2 separate regions of the Rattus norvegicus genome follow, and region 1 is linked to region 2. Evidence: chromatin contacts called from public Hi-C data. All regions are on one chromosome and are shown on one strand. Each heading gives the region's core, a stretch centred on a gene start, on an enhancer-like site or on the middle of the called end of the contact. The rest is flanking DNA. Distances are from core to core; before and after follow the strand shown. Region 1 holds the start of Rbms1 (RNA binding motif, single stranded interacting protein 1). Region 2 overlaps Rbms1 (RNA binding motif, single stranded interacting protein 1).

The links. Hi-C and Micro-C count contacts between places; a contact is called where the count stands out from the background.
Region 1: a Hi-C map of Schwann cells shows a contact between it and region 2, with 6 times the contacts expected there. The contact joins the promoter of Rbms1 here to the enhancer-like site in region 2. A contact is called at or near these places in 5 of 12 Hi-C or Micro-C datasets (the A7r5 cell line, the Rat2 cell line, Schwann cells and 2 more).

What each region holds. Positions count from the first base shown.
Region 1 is chr3:65,827,684-65,830,779 of GRCr8, reverse strand. It overlaps Rbms1 (RNA binding motif, single stranded interacting protein 1), which reads left to right and starts at 1,767. Exons shown (of 14, transcript NM_001012184.1): 1 at 1,767-2,280. The coding sequence starts at 2,206.
Region 2 is chr3:65,740,839-65,743,843 of GRCr8, reverse strand. All of the region lies in intron 1 of Rbms1 (RNA binding motif, single stranded interacting protein 1), which reads left to right. Among named protein-coding and RNA genes, the nearest start is that of Rbms1, 87 kb to the left of the region's middle. Within about 2 kb of position 1,558, at least 25 of the 93 cell types and tissues checked have an H3K27ac peak or open chromatin away from gene starts, as enhancers often do. A contact at or near this core is called in the A7r5 cell line and Schwann cells, where this site is marked.

The DNA of each region.
Region 1 (3,096 bases), core at 518-3,017, 87 kb before region 2:
CCAGGAGAAAAAAAAATAGTAAGCAGAACAGTCTCTCTCACTCTGGCAATTTCCTGTGTCCAAACCTAGACTGAGTTCTTTCTCAACTTATTTCTCTTCAGTCAGTCACCCCTTCCAAACCATTATTCCTAGACTCTCTGGGTCCCCCCCCCCCCCACACACACAGCATGCTAGTGACTTCGTTACTTAAGAACCAAAGCACTCTCGTATGGAAGCAATATGAGGAACACTTTCAGCTCACCTCGTCAGACACTGGACCACTCTAACCTGCAGGTTGGCATTAATCTCCACAGTGCCCAGCATGTGACAGAAACTCAGTAAATCTAATTTCCTCGTGAGATTCTGTATCGATGAATGAGGAAGTACACGAGTCACCTCCTGACGTGTCCAAATTGTCTTCACATGAACTACAACTATTTTATTTTATTTTTTTCAAGAAAAAATGTACAGCCCAGAAACTTGTCTAAATCATATAAAGATAAGGGTTCCAGCCCACTGTGTTTATCATTTTTAAAGCCTGTCTTAAAATATAATCATATAAAGATCTGATTACTGAAGAAAATCATGCATTCCTGTTTGACTGGATTTACCTTGCACTGAGAAGTGACCAAAAACCAAAACCAAACAAACAAAAAACAAGAAAACAAAACAAAGCAACCGAGTTCGATTCAATAAATGTTTTTCTCCTAGTCTTTTATCAGCCGGGCAAGGACATCAACTTAGGGACATTCTCTTCCCCATCCTATTGTACATCTCATATTGTCTCTTTTTTAGCTAGAATATAAAAGTCTTCTGCAGGCAACTTCAGGGACCAATTAACTCCATTAAATTATATCCAGTTATGTAGTGAACTGAACCGCTGCTCGTCTGGGGCTGTCTAGAGCTGAGACAATTAGGAGACGGAGAGAAGCAGAAAGGGAGATTGATTTTATGTGTCACTGAAACACACTGCAACAATATGCCAGCGTGACTTTCAAAATGGCCTTAAAATATTCCAAACTCAGGGAGTTTCCTTGCTCCTGAGTGGGAGTTGACAGACTGTCTGGCAGCATTAGAAAAGGCAGGGAGAAACTGATGTCTATATTGTGTCCTCTAATAACATTCTTCCTCTTTTTGGCATCTTTCCCTTAGAAGGACCCGCTAGTTTGGTGTGTGTGTGTGTGTGTGTGTGTTTGTGTGTGTGTGTGTGTTTGTGTGTGTGTGTGTGTTTGTGTGTGTGTGTGTACACGCAAAGAGCATGGTTTCACATCTGGGAAAACCAAACCGAAGGACACTAACCTTCCCAAGGTCACTTAGAAAATTAGTGCTGTGACCTGGTGTGTGGGTGGAACAGAACCCAGGTGTCCTGGCTCCAGCTTTGTGATTGGACATTAAAGCATTTTCCTTTGTGGGGAGAAAAAAAAAATCACCGGTCCGGGAATTTGGGGGAAGTGAGAGATTAATCAGATTTCCTCTTTCCCTCTTTCCCTCCCTCCCTCCCCCACTTACGAAGATTAAAAACTCAGGAAAGCTAGAGGTGCCTTCTCGGCAGTTATTAAGCAGGGTCTACCAAACCTATTCCCACCCTGGACACAAAGCGATCGCCGCTCCCAGAGATTCTGTGCGTCCTCTTGAGAGCCTAGGAGGTGAGGAGTGGTGGAAAGTCAGCCCTCACCTCCAGCGGGTCCCGGGCTCGGCGGCGCCCAAGCCCCGCCCCCGGCCGCCCTTCCCCCGCGGCCTCGGCAGCCAGCCCCTCTCCCCTCTCGCTGTCGGGCGCACCCACCCCAGATGCCGCCTGGCACCAAGCGCAGCCGCCGCCGCCGCCGTACTTTCCACTTGTATTGATCACTCGTAGCTGGGCTCAGCCTGCTCCCGGAGCGCAGCGCGGCCAGAGCGCCAGCCCTTGGCAGCTCGGGCACAGTCGGGCTCCCAGAGGAAACTCCTTGGGAGCGCCCTGTCCGGGGTGTCCTCTGCGCTCTGCAGTGTCTTTCTGTCTGCCTGGAAGGAGGAGGAGGAGAAGGAGGAGGAGGAAGAGCAGAAGGAGGAGGAGGAGGTGGAGGAGGAGGACGTCGTCTGGTCCCGGTTGGGAGGTGGAGCAGTGGCAGCAGCAGCCGCCGAGGCAGCCGCCGCCGCCGCCTCCGGAAAGGGAGAGGCAGGAGAAAGAGATCGGGACTTGGAAAACCTAAAGTGTCTTCGACCCTGCACGGCAGGCTTCCTTCCAGCTTCATGGGCAAAGTGTGGAAACAACAGATGTACCCTCAGTACGCCACCTATTACTACCCCCAGTATCTGCAAGCCAAGGTAAGGAGGCGCGGGGAAGGGTCGCCAAAGGAGGGGACCGCGGAGGCGCGCGCCGGGCCGGGCTGGGGAGGGGCGCACGGCGACCCTCCCGCCTCTGGGCACAAGTGCTGGGGTTGCTAACTATAGCGCTGGCCTGGGCAGAGCCAGGCTGTGCGCGGGGCGGCGGCTTCCCGGGGAGCCGATCGCGGCGATCGGGTTACAGAGAGTAGCGGGGGGGAGCGACTAGACAGGAAAGGACCGCTGGCCCCTTCCTGGCCGGCGAGGAGGAAAGGGTCTCGCGGCCTCACGGCTCCCCCTCGTCCAGCCCGGGCTGGCGGCCGGCCGATGCTTGGGGCCCGCGGCAGGACCTGCTGGCGGCACGGCTTTCAGACCTCTCCAGGGCCTCGCCCTGCGGGCAGTAACTGTGGGGTCCCCTTGAGTGGCGCGCAGCCCCCCGCCCCGCCCCGCCCCGCCCCGCCCCACAGGACTACCCTCCAGCTCCCGCGCGCGCGACGAAGGTGGCTGGAGGGGGCCGGGACGGTCTCCTCCCCGCCTTGGGCCCTGTGCGCCCGCCCCTCGCCTCTGATCTTTGTGCGGTGTGGCACTTCACCTGGTTACTGATTTCCACTTTTACGCTGGTGTTTTGGGTAGAGAAGTGGCCAAAGTTCACTCTGCATTCATTGATATCCCCTTTAATCTTCTCTGTAGCTTTTACATGGGAGGGACAATGGACAGATTTCGATGCATAAAAAGAAGTGACTTTGTATTTACTTTTCCTTTTTGGTTGTTGTTTTTAAACCGCCTTGAGTGTGTACCAGAGAGTGATTTCCAATTCTG
Region 2 (3,005 bases), core at 309-2,808:
CAGTGCTCTCTTCTGAACATGAACAAAACATTTATAGAGCTGAGCATCCCACACCCATACTATATCCTACATTGGTCTCCCCGGCTGTGGACTTCCACAGCACATTGCAGTCTAGACTGCTTGACCAGTTACCGCTGAAGTCTTTGCATTACTGTTGCAGGGGTTACTGATAACGTACCTAGGTACTTGAGATGCAACATCACAGATCTTGAGAGAGTGCAGGACTCAGTCTTTGAACCCTACCCAGGCCTCAACTTTTAACACTACTCTGGTATTCCTTAGGACACTCAACCCCCAATAGGTAGCCAAGTCAGTTTTTCTTACCTTTCCCTTGCTCCTCACTCAGCACCATGAGCCTTATAACCCCTCTACTCTCAGAGAGTCCCTATGAAAATGAAACATGAAAACCCAGTCTTGTTTTAGGACTGTTTGTGAAGGAGGAATGTCATCTAATGTCACAGCCTTACATTCCAGTCCTACAAGCTCTTTGCTATCACTGGAAGGCATCATTACCTGTGTCTCATCTCCCCTACTAGCACACAGGCTTCTGCTTGTTCCGCCTGCCCCATTGTTATTATCCTTGTGTGTATACTTTGCCTGACCCACAGGATGATCTTGGGTACTGCTCAATATTCCTACACATGAAATGGCTCTGTTCTAATAGATGGTTTCTTAAAAGGAGGCTGGAGAACAATAGAGAAAACTCTTCAATGTATCTAAACTCTTGAAACAGACCCTTCATCAAACTGTTTTCTTTCCTTGTTGCTTTTATCGGTGGTTAGATAGCCTTCTAGAGCATGTTCGTTCAGTCATTCAACAAATGGGTATTGAAAATGTCCCCTTCTGAGGCTGGAGAGATGACTCAGTGGTTAGGAGCACTGACTGCCCTTCCAGAGGTCCTGAGTTCAATTCCCAGCAACCACATGGTGGCTCACAACCATCTGTAACGGGATCTGACATCCTCTTCTGGTGTGTCTGAAGACAGCTGCAGTTTACTTATATAAAAAATAAGTTAATCTTTAAAAAAAGAAAGAAAGAAAGAAAAAGGCAAATGTCCTTCTCCTAGCTAGATATACTTATTACTTGCCACGGAGTACCAATGTGCCCTCCCTTCAGTCCTTTGATGGCCTTCCACACTTACTATGCATGTGTGAGATATTAGACTAGCCCCTCTGCTATAAAGCCTGGAAGGCAACACTAACAGCTCCATTTAGTGAGCCTGGAACCTTTTTGATAGAACACTGTACTGGGAGGACAATGTGGGCTGCAACTAACTTGCCCCAGATCATGTGTGGAGTAAGCGGGGAACTGAAACATGGAGTTGAGCTTGCTTGGCTCTGCCTTCATTTTGTCTCTTGTGTTAATGAGACAAGAAACTCTTTCAACTGGTCTAACCAGGGCTGTGGCTTAAGTATATACACAGTGTCTGAGGGCCGCCGCTCTTCTGAAGAGCCAAAATCTCTCTAGGGTCAGCAGTTCCCTCCATCATCTCTCACCAAGTGCTCAGGGCTCCCGGTGTCTGCACTGCCGTTCTCCCGCCTGCTGCCAGTCAGCTTCCTGTTTACTCATAGCTTCTGCTTCCTCATAAGCTTGGCTCGGCATATGGTTTTGGCCTGTTGTGGCCTCCTCTCTACCCCCAGGCAACTCTTGCCGTTTCTGTCCCTTTCCTAACTGGTTCAGCCCTTGGAGTTTTGTGAATCAGATTCCCAAGGGTGAGAATCAGATTGGCGAGCTCATGTTTTCAATCCCACCCAGATCATAGGTCACTGGCCAGTCTGTAAAGTGACTGCCCCTGGGTCAGGTTCCCACAGCTTCACCTAGGACTGAGGGTGGGGGAGGAGGGAGGGGCACACATGCTACTGTAGTCTCAGTTTCCTTGCCAAGAGGGCAAGACTCCACAGTGCTGAATTTCCCCCCAACAGCTTGTGGTCTCTCTGGACAGTTCCTTTTATTTCTGTTTAAAAATAAGCCTTTTCCCAAATTAACAACAGTGAAAGTGGACTTTTCTAGATGAGCTTCAGTAGACTCCATACCTACAATTGCTCACGGATTGTCTATAATTGATCATATATGTTATACATGGAGTTTGGCATTCCTGTTATTTCCCTAAGTTTGAATTTTTGTGTTTTGATGATCCCATTTTGAGGATGGAATATCAATCTTTTCTTCTTCTTCTTCTTCTTCTTCTTCTTCTTCTTCTTCTTCTTCTTCTTCTTCTTCTTCTTCTTCTTCTTCTTCTTCTTTCTTCTTTCTTCTTCCTTCTTCTTCTTCTTCTTCTTCTTCTTCTTCTTCTTCTTCTTCTTCTTCTTCTTCTTCTTCTTCTTCTTCTTCTTCTTCTTCTTCTTCTTCTTCTTCTTCTTCTTCTTCTTCTTCTTCTTTCTTCTTTTTCAAACCCAGGACCTTGTGCTTGCTAGGCAAGCGCTCTACCACCGAGCCAAATCCCCAACCCCCAATCTTTTCTTCTTTGTATAAGGCTTTCTAGGTAAGAGACTTTTGAACCCAGGTTCACATTTTAAAAACCAAACCAAACCAAACCACATGTCTGTGTTTTCTTTTTTTTAAAGCACTTCATGTGAAATTATAAACAGCATGCTAATTCTTAGATTTTTTTTAGACTTAAAGTCTGTCCCTTTAATGTCTTTCAGATTTTTTTATATTTTACTATTATCAGAATTGTTCTCTTTAAAATTTCTTATCATTTAACATTTTTCTAATCTCTAGAGAACTATTATCAGACATCCAATCGAGTGTTAGCATTTTGGAATAGCACAGTATCCAATGGGTTATGACCCAACAAGTGCATCATGATTTGAGAGGAAAGCCATAAAAAAAAATTAATGCTGTTTTTCTGTGGTTTCAATTGTGGTTTCCTAAGAGACCAGTCAGGACAACTGAGGTTGTGCACTGGCTTTTTCTATAGATGACTCGGGGGAATCGTGGAAACGGTGCAGGGGGCTGGGTGTGTCTTGAGTCCTCAGGAAAAGGCATCTTCAACTTAACAGTTG